2 separate regions of the Zea mays genome follow, and region 1 is linked to region 2. A link is a contact called in public Hi-C data. All regions are on one chromosome and are shown on one strand. Each heading gives the region's core, a stretch centred on a gene start, on an enhancer-like site or on the middle of the called end of the contact. The rest is flanking DNA. Distances are from core to core; before and after follow the strand shown. Region 1 has its middle 110 kb from the start of LOC100272320. Region 2 holds the start of LOC541638 (response regulator 9).

Region 1 (5,057 bases), core at 2,007-4,506, 210 kb after region 2:
TTCCGAAGAACCTACATCTCCATGAAGGTGTCCCTAAGGACGAGGTCTCTTTTAACCCACTCAAGTGATTCCAACGATCAAGCTTAAGCCCTCAGATCTTTTGGTGTGAGAGATAGCATCTCCACAAGGCACTCCATGGCACGAAACCTCTTGCTAGCCTTTACAACGAGATGAACACCAACACAAGCGCAAGAACACAGCAACACAACTACATATCACACAAGCACACTCTCTCTAGAAGACTATCTCAAGGCTTCTCTTCTCAAATGTGGTGCTCAGATCTTTTACAATGGCTTAAAGGTGTTCACAAGTGTTTGGGAATGAAAGCACGACTCTTATGTATTCTCTTGGTCGGCTAAGGAGATATTTATAGCCCCAAAGCCCTCAAATTACTTGTTAGGTGAGATTCTAAAAATCTGCACCTACCTCGAGTGCACCGGACCTTTGTCGTACAAGTCTGGTGCCTCACCGAATGTCCTATCTACTGGCGTAACCAATGCAAAATTGGCATGTCAGGTGGCACCGGACCGGTCCGGTGACCCACCTGACCTTGCGACATCGGATGCCACGTCATGTAGCCATTGGAGCAGGAACTTTTCATTGCACTCTACAAGTTCGGTGCGCCAGAAACTTTTGCTCTTCAAGAATAGACCTCTCTACGTAAGTGGTTCGGTGCACTAGTCCACCAAAGCCTTGATTCGTCTTCGCTGTACACTTGGTTTGGTGCGCCACTGGACTGGTTCGGTATGCTACATATCTTTAATTTGATTCATCTATCCTTGAGAGCATTCCTATGACTTTGACAAACATTCCTAAAGTCTGTCCAACTAGTCCGAGTCATAGTTCTTCACCTTTTCTCATTATCCAACTTAGAATCCTATTTTGGCTCAAACTAGACTCAAAAAGTATTTTTTTTTCAAAATCTAAACTTCTAAAATCTTTAAGGTGTTTAGTTAGGTTCCTAAGGGCATTTATAAATTATTCAAACCTGAGAACTACTCATAGATCACCTTATCTAAGTTTTGCCCTACCAAGCCTCAATTTAAAGCCAAATGTAGCACTAAATCCCTCAATTTGACTCTTATGAACCCTACACTCCTACACTTAGCCAAATAGTTAGATCACAATGTTGTATTGGTCATCAAACTCCAAAACCACTATAGAAATCACATAGATCCCTTTCAAAAAGCAACAAAGCTATTTTAATCCATAAGGACTACTTTGGAAACTAAAATTACCTTGGGGATTTGAGGAAATTAAGGGGGAAATTAGTTCATTTCCAACTCAATCCCTTCCAAACCCAAGGATATTTGAGTTTTCAAACTAACCCTAGGAAAATACAGTAGCCTTCCGGTCCAACAGTATCGAATACGAGTACAAAATAACACAGTTCAAGTAGAATATAATTTATAATAGAGAACTTTCATGTAGACAAATATTAATGATATATCTAAGAAGTGAAAAGATTACAATAACATGGATCTAAATAACCCTATCACAGCAAAAGGGGGCCAAACATTCCCAAACCCTAAGGCAAACTGCAGCGATTCTTGCCAACAGATCCCTCCCCTTCATTTAGCGTGCACGGGAACATGCTAGCGCCCGCAATGGTGCGCGCTAAAACTACTACAGTGAAAGCGTGTTTTACAGTGGTCCCCTAGATCTGGCGGGTGGAAGCAAGCCCCCTGCCCTCGAGTACAGTGTACAACAATGTTTTTTAGTAGAGGAAAAATTGATAAGAGTGATGAATAGGTTGGGAAAATAATATTTGATGGTTAGTGGGGTATAGGGGGGATTTAGAGGGAACCATTGCGGGAGATAAAAAAAAGAAGAGGATGAAATCTTGATGACGTGGCACAAAAGTGAGATGTAGGAGGAGAAATTATAGGAAACCACTGCAGACAGTCTAAGGGTGTGTTTGTTTTAGTTGTAAGCTGTAGAAAAGCTATTGTGAGCTGCCTGCTGCGAAAAAACTGCCGTGAGAAAAAAGTTAAAAGTCATTTGGTTAAAACTGTTATCTAATTAAAATGGTGATTTCACATTTGTATTGCTGATATTTTTAAAAATAAATCAGTTTTTAATTCCATTTGTAATGATTTTAAAAATATTTTTATTTCATTTATTATAACACGTAATTATTTTAATCCTATCTTAGTTTTAATTTATTGTGTGTGTTTATTAATATAATAAACTTCAATAAGTAGCAAAAGAAGGGTCTAAGCTGCTTTTAAATTTATACTACAGAAAACAACTTTTTTCAAAGTAACTATAGAAAAATTGAACCCCTTTGTTCAGCTTTTATTTTTCTAAAGCAGAAGCAGGTTTCAAAAGTAGAACCAATCAGACCCTAAACATGCAGTGCGAGAGTGGTGGTGGGTAGAGATGTACATTTGGGTCGGGTCTGGTGGGCTGGTCAGAAGCACGAAAAAAGCACGACACAACCCAAAATAATTTTGGGCTGGGCTAACCCGAACTTATGCATCGGGTCGTGCTTGAGACGAGGTCGCGACCCACGGGGCGGGTATGAGCATAGTCCGTTTACGGAGGCACGAAATAATCCATTTACAGGCATGGAAAGGCACATATTCATTTGGTCATTCGCTTCTAATCATGGAAACCATCCGCTCCAATTTGGTTAGCTGCACGCTTTGTTGTAAATTTTGGGCTTTTATGTGAATTTTGAGCCTTGACATGAATTTTGGGCTCCCTGTAAATTTCGATCCAGAATTTGAATTTTGGGCCGTCTAAAATAAGCCCCTCATGCTTAACCAATAACGTGTCGGACCACGGGTCTATGGCTAAGCCCGACATGGCCTATAATAATTACGAGCCGAGTTGGCCTAAAATTCAATTGTGTCGAACCTTTTCAGGTTTATACGAGTCGGGTGGCTCAAATCTATACTGATCTATTAAGAACATAATGTGGGTACTAGTGATACCATAACTTCACCCACACTGACACTCTAGGTCCACCCACAACACCGCGCAAAAAATATTACAGAGGAAGCACTCGAATACACGATCGTCTACTTCAAAAATTTGGGGCTAACCACTAGAGCACACATATCTTAATTTTTTGAAATAAATAATAGTTATATTTTAATATATAACAACCGTAACAAATCATACACAAATGTCTAGTGTACACTATAAACCTAGAGTGGTGGGTCCCGCTCCGGTAAGCGACAGGCGACAGCGTAGATTCCGCCCGTGGGAAGATTCCGCACTCAACACCGCGTGTACTTTGGCGCGCGGGTCCCGCCCCGCGTAGGCGTGGCCTTTTCCTCCCTTCACCAATCACCGCGCCTCCTTCGTCTGTCCTCTCCGTCTGAATGTCCGTCCGGCCGGCCGCGCGCGCCAACGTTTCCACCACCAACCATTGGGCTGGAACTGTTGCGCGTACACAACCGCAAAAGCTCCTAATTTTTATAACTGCAGATGCATTCATCAACCGGGTTTCCTATTAAAAAAAGATCAATGAAATAATCAAATGCAAGGTAGGTGCGCTGGACGTGCCTGTAGTTCAACTGATTCTCGGTCAAAGTTTACAGATTCAAATTTCCAAATATAAAACATTCGAGCACACCGTATAAAAGGAAATGTGTCACTGTATAGCACTGTCCGAACAAGATATATAATATTGTGGCAGGTTTGCTTAAACTTCTATAAATATATGGCACCATTGATTTTTTAAAAAACTTTGGCCACTCGTCTTATTAAAAAATAATAAATTATTATTTATTTTATTGCGATTTGTTTTATCATTTAAGATAGTTTGTGCTTGACTTAAAACTTTACATTTTTAAATAAATATTTTGAATAAGACGAGTGGTCAAAGTTTTTTAAAGAAGTCAATAATGTCATATATTTGTGAACCGAGGTAGTATACTCTACTACCCCAGTACCAAACTAAATCACTTTCCAAAATTATAACAAGTCAAACTATGTTAATTTCAATTAGATTTATACGGAATAGCAATAATATCTATGACACCAAATTAGTACATATACATCATAAAATATATTTATATAAGAACAAATTTTACTTATTCCTAGGTATAGGTACTTCAGTAAACCATCTCGTGTATGGGTGTATACTCATTTATCAATTTAAGTATATTTATCTTGAGATACTTTAAATCTTACTATATATAATGGAGCACATATTGTTTTAGAGCATTGCTATATAATACTGTAAGAGTAGCACATTAAAATAAGTATAGCCACATACTATATGCTATGTATGCTTACATACTCGACACACATAGTCTAGTATGATCATCTACTCGGTATACATACACTTACGGCGAGCATATACAACCACGCTCGTACTGGCCGGCTGGAAACGGGAGCGTATAGCCGGAATGCCGGATGCCATTAAAGGGAGTACTATTTGTTTTGCATCCACGCTCGTACAAACCACGCTCGTAATAGCCACATACTATTTGTTTTGCATCCACTCATGCGGCGTACGGTCAAACAAACACTCAAATAAAGTCAATGCACACAATGATCCACGACGAGACGATGTAACTAACCAATCATACGGTTAAATAACCCATTTACATTATAAATCTTAAGATACACGTATGAGAGTAAAAGTAGCTACACTTAAGAGTAGAAAAAAAAACTCCTTTTATAATATATTTTATTTAGCATCATAAATATTGTTACAATTTTCTAAAAAAAACTATTCAACTTAAGATAACTAACTTAAGGTGATTCTAGAAATTGATTTATTTTTGCAACCGAAGGAGTAGTAGGCTAAAATATGCTGCTTATTATCCTAAATTACCTTTGATATATAGCATTGAAATTAAAACTTGAACGTGACATGCATAGTTGAGAAATAGCGTGTGAATTTATACAACCTATATTTGATCAGTTATGATATGATTTAAGAATTTCAAGATGGATACTAAGAAAAATAGAATGATTTGTCCTTCCTCTGTTTTTTATTTGACATTTTTTAGTTTAAAATTGAACTATGCAGCGTCAAATATTTAAGAATGGAGTTAGTATATAATACAAGTACAACACGAGTGAACTTATGTTTT
Region 2 (5,153 bases), core at 216-2,715:
CAGACAGCACTGCATGATGATGATACAGGGTCAGTTTTCAGATCAAAGACAAATGCAGATGCTGTGCACATTGTACACTGAACCAGCAGAAATAATTGAAGTTCCTGTAGGAAACTAATTGGCGTTCATTATGCCTGCAGACTTTTGTCCTGTCTAACTCTTTCTTTTAGTGGTCACGTGTAGGGAGGGCATACAGAAGTTTTCATGAGGCTTGCCATTCCTCCCAAATTCAATGCCTCATTGAACAAGAAAACTTCTTTACAAATCGGGCGAGGTTTTCAGCTGTCTAATGGAGGTAAAAAACAAAGTAACCAGATGGTACCATACAAGATATATTCATTCCACAATGATGATTTTTCAAGCAATGCCAAAATTTTGAGATCATTGGCCTGCTGCAACTGCAATAAAGGCAGGAACAGGAGTGGGCAAGCGAAGGCTTACTAATGACCGGGAGGTCCATCTCGAGGCCCACAAGCTCGAGGAGCTTGAAGCCGTCCATGTCCGGCATGTGGACGTCGCTGATCACAAGGTCAAACTGGTCCTTCTTCTCCCTCAGCAGCTTCAAGGCCGTGGCTGCCTGTCCCGTTGTTGTCACTGCGGCATCACAAGTCAAAGCCCTCCGGAGGAACACATTACACATGTGGAATCACTCGACTTCGAGGAAAGTTAGCGAGAACGATTTTTTTCTTTCCGTTGAACAAAGCCAGACCGCGGTGGAGATCGGAAATGGACAGGACACACAAGTTTACAGAAATCGCGCAGCTGGCGGTTGGAAAAGCTTTGGAAGGTAAGATTGTTCTAAATATAGCCGTGTGCCAGCGCGTGGTAAAAAAAACCAAACAAAATCGGATCAGCAGAGTCAAACCCGATTATTATTATTTGCAGAAGAAAGAAGATGAAACTGAGCCTGACATGACATTACATGGCAAAAAAATATTTCACGGCGAAAACAACAGGAGGAGGAAGTGGGGGTGGGGGCATAAAGTCGGGGTTGCTATTTATGTGATGAAAAAAAATGCAAAAACAGCAACCCAAATATCTCCGTAGACTTCTTGATAGTTGATACACGCGAACAACGGAAACTAAATAAAACCAAACCGAAGAGCCGAATCGGGGACAATAAAGGTGAAAAAGAACGGCAGGATGTATGTACAATCCGATGAGAAGAGTAGGGAACCAAGCATACGGGGAAGAGAGAGAGAGAGGGGAGCGAGAGGAGCGTGGCATACCATGGTACTGGCAGCGGAGCAAGAGGTTCTCGAGGATCTTGAGGCAGGTCGGGTCGTCGTCGACGGCGAGCACGCGCATGCCGACGGGGAACTGGTCCTTGGCGCCGTGGCCGCCGCTGGCCCTCGCCTGCAGCTTCAGCTCGTCGACGGTCATCTCCGGCGGCTCCGGCTCGGCGAATCCAACAGCAGCGGAAGCCGCGGAACCGAGAAACCAGGCACCCGGATCACCCAAGCAAGGACCCTCCTGTACGTACGCAGGTAGTAGGCAGGAAGGCAGGCTCACAAGGGCGGTTGTCTGGATCCTAGAAATCCAAGAAACGGCGGGGAAAGGCGGGGAGGTCAAAGCAGGGGAGGAGAGCGAGAGCAGCACCAGGAGAACGCAGGCAGAGAGAGAGAGATGGGGTTGGGGGAGAAGGGTGTGTGTGGGGTACGGTGAAGAACCCAATAATAATAGGAGGGAGGTGAGAGAGAGGGGAAGAGGAAGGTGAACGGGAGATTGGATTGGAGGGAGCTCATGCAGTGCAAAGATGGTAACCTTTTTTTCGGCCTCCTTTCGTTTTCCTTTTATTACGCTTTCATATTTCCTGCCGTTTATTCAGGCCTCTATACGCCGCTGCTGTGCTGCCAGTGCCATCGGTGGGGTGGGGTTGGGGTGGGGGGGGCCGTTTTTTGTTTCTTGCCGTGGTGCATTCCGCGTGTATACGCGCGCCAGGGCGCCACTGTCCTTTTTAGGGTTCGTTCCGAGTCGCCTTTTCGGTTCTTGCCATTCTGCGTTTGTGGACAACGTACATAGTACAGCAGCTGTTGTTTTGATTCCATGTGATGTTTTTTTTTATTTTTTTTAAAAAAACGTATATGGCTCTGGCTCTTTTTATTCCTAATTATTCTCATATATTTCCCTTGTGCTTTTTCTGTATATTTATCTATCTCCGGTTCCTCGAGTAGTATATTTATTTATCTCTGGGACTCGGACGGTTGCGGCGGCAGACTAGTGAGCGAGATAGCTACGGCGGTGTTGGATCTACCCAACCCACCCGGAGACAAGTAACCAGCAGAAGACGGGGGGCATTTTCTTTTCCGGCGATGGTTGGCGATGACGTGGGTCGAGCAGCTGGCCTGGCCAGCCCGAGCTGGGTTTAATTATGGGCTTGCTTGATTAAACAAAGCTCGCGATAAGGTTGATTATTAGCGATGCACGACAGCTCGGCGTCGTCTCTGGGATTAGCTAGCTGCTAGCCCGGGCTTCCGCTCCCGCCGGATCGCAGATCCATTCGTCGACAACTCTCCGGTGTCCACGCACGCACACACGTACCCACTGCCACATATATATAAATATAAATATATATTACTGACCTCTAACTTGAAATTACTATAAACCTCTAGCTCCGTGGAAGGAAAGCGCTTCGCTTTTGAAATATCTACTACTAGCAGTGGGAGGGGGTTTTTCTCTCACACACACACGCAGACATCATCCATCCTTTCCTTTTTTTGTCGCTCGCTCAACAGGAACTCCTAGATCAGGGCAAGCAATAACGCCTTCTAAGGCTATCTGCACTCATACAACTCTAAATTTCTACTCTAAAAAGAATATTCTATCCTTTTTAGCAAGGTTCTCTACTCTATACCATAAACCTCCGCAGTCATATTTACTCCATATCTCAACCCTATACCAACTACTACGTATTATATCATTTTTTAATTCTCTCCTATGTAAACGTGACCGCGTTTTTGCTGGCCAACCTCACGGCACAGTGGATAGCGCACTGCATCCGTACAACGCTTGATATATCGCTCCTCCACTGCCACTGCAAAATAGCGCACTCCATACAGTCTCCGCTGCAGAAGGTGTTTTACGCTATAGTGGATAGCGCAGGCCACGCAGTCTTCGACTGCGTACAGCCTAACAAATAGAAATAAGCTAAAGGTTCTGCGTCCCGGAATTGGGTGCGTTTGTTCTCTCTCGCTCGCGTGCTTTTGCTAATCTGCCGTCCAGCTCCAAGACGCGCTAGCTTAATCAACAAAATATGCGCATGGCATGTGGCTGCTGGTTTTCATTATATGCGAGCAGCGCTGTCCTTGAGCCGTGCGTATATTTATTACCATCATCATGGTGCTTAAAGTACGTACGTGAGGCACCAGTACAACATCATTGGCTTAGTATACTATATAGTACACCCTGTGTTTTTTTGTACTTCCGTGCCAATAACTACCCTTTTTTTCCCCTGCCAGTTTTCTACTATAATATAAGTATTCGCTGGCAATTTCTCTAATAATACGTACGTATTCCCTGGCAGTATTCTGAGGTACCAAACACGTCAGCTTGCCGTCACGGACGGAAGAATCTCGTGGCCGCAGCGCAGATGCCCCTTCACGATTCCTCAATTAATCTGGTGTGTTAGCAGATTGTTTTTTTAAAAAAATATTAAGTGTAGCTTGTAATGGTGTAGGATACGGGATGTGAATGCGAGGGGCAAAACAAAGGGCACGCACGGATCACAGAGCCACTAGGTTATTGAGATTCAAATGGCCTAAACAACTAGGAGTACTAGCTAGCTAGCTAGGGGTACGTAGCAAGCGAACCTAGAACCTTGCGAGTACTAAAAAAAAGTACTAGTAGTAGAGAGAGCTATGTAATTCTACCACTAAAAAAAAGTAAGTGTGGGCGCTATGTGTTACTACGATTTGCGTCGTTGCTGTACTACACGGGTGGGCGAATAATTCAGATTTGTCCGTGGTGGTGAAAGTGCCTTCGTTTGGTGTGTGCTAAGATGAACACGAAACGGCCAGTCGCGCCTAGCCTAGCCGCAGTGGCCTACGCTATATACGTGTGATGGTGATCCAAAAAGGGTATATTTTAAGGAACCCCACTAACCGGACATATCCATCCAGCTAACCTTGTTACTACATGCCAGCAGCAGCAGCAAACAAAAACAAAAAAGCCCTCAACAAAGGCTAGTGTAGTAGTAGTAGTGTGGCAGTGGCACAGAAAGTGGCAATCGGTAGACAGCTCCCCACAACACCCACACCACCGCTTGCTGCTGTGTGTTCCTTTGCTCTTGCTGCTGCTGCATGCACATGGACCACACCTTGATCATGTATGTGCATGCAGTAGTGGGCACTGCAGGCAATCTACCGCTCGCTAAGTAGCCTAGTGTCACATCTAACAGCAACTTCAAGAGACTAGGTATATGGTTTTATAAAGGTAAATTTAGCTAATATTAAAATAAAAATTGTATCCAATAAACTCTGTAAACGACTCTTCAAATTTAGTGGCTCTCTATTTCTTCATCTTCGCTCTCCAATTTTGGATAGCATGCTTCACTCTCTATTCAATTCGTAGGTTTACCGAGTCTGTTGGATTAGCCTATATTTTTTCTCTAAAATCTATTTTAGAGGGTAGCTAAATCAGTAAATTTGGCTAATCTTTTTAGCTAATCTTTTGGAGTTGCTCTAATCGCGCCCATGTATCTGTTGTCCTCTCATCTTTTGCGATGATATGGATCCACGCGGTTGGGGAACCCGGGCCACTCTCGTGGTACAAGTGGCATGGAGAAAGCAGGTGTCCCCCGTTGTGCCCTCTTGCTCCCAGCATCAGCACGAGGAAGATTGGTTTGGTGCTGCTGATCTCCATTCTATCCAGCTAGAATAGAACGACGGGCGTGTTGGAACTTGCTCTTCTGGGCAAGTTGATCTAACGCGGGAGTGAAAGCAACGTAAACAAGGTTTTGACTCGAGATGGCAATAGCTCTGTTAATCTAGCCTCTCAAGGGCACTGTGCGGGGGTATTTATAGGTGCCTGAGTGCCCAGCATCTTGAGTTAAGGACGCATGTGCCCTCAGGCGCCCAGATTATCCCCGGAATATTCCCATAAAGTAGGATTACAGACTGTAATTACAGAGAAGCCTTTACAAATTAGGCCCGTAA

Evidence for each region. A called contact is a pair of places that touch in the nucleus more often than the background predicts.
Region 1: a Hi-C map of leaf shows a contact between it and region 2, with 4 times the contacts expected there. The contact joins the enhancer-like site here to the promoter of LOC541638 in region 2. A contact is called at or near these places in 9 of 25 Hi-C or Micro-C datasets (bundle sheath, ear, endosperm and 2 more) and 1 of 3 datasets of contacts at active chromatin or transcription factors (leaf).

What each region holds. Positions count from the first base shown.
Region 1 is chr5:95,552,750-95,557,806 of Zm-B73-REFERENCE-NAM-5.0, forward strand. No RefSeq gene overlaps it. Among protein-coding and RNA genes, the nearest start is that of LOC100272320, 110 kb to the right of the region's middle. Within about 2 kb of position 3,257, at least 17 of the 20 cell types and tissues checked have an H3K27ac peak or open chromatin away from gene starts, as enhancers often do. A contact at or near this core is called in bundle sheath, ear, endosperm and 2 more, where this site is marked.
Region 2 is chr5:95,347,460-95,352,612 of Zm-B73-REFERENCE-NAM-5.0, forward strand. It overlaps LOC541638 (response regulator 9), which reads right to left and starts at 1,466. Exons shown (of 6, transcript NM_001111393.1): 1 at 1,230-1,466; 2 at 442-594; 3 at 1-9. The coding sequence starts at 1,383.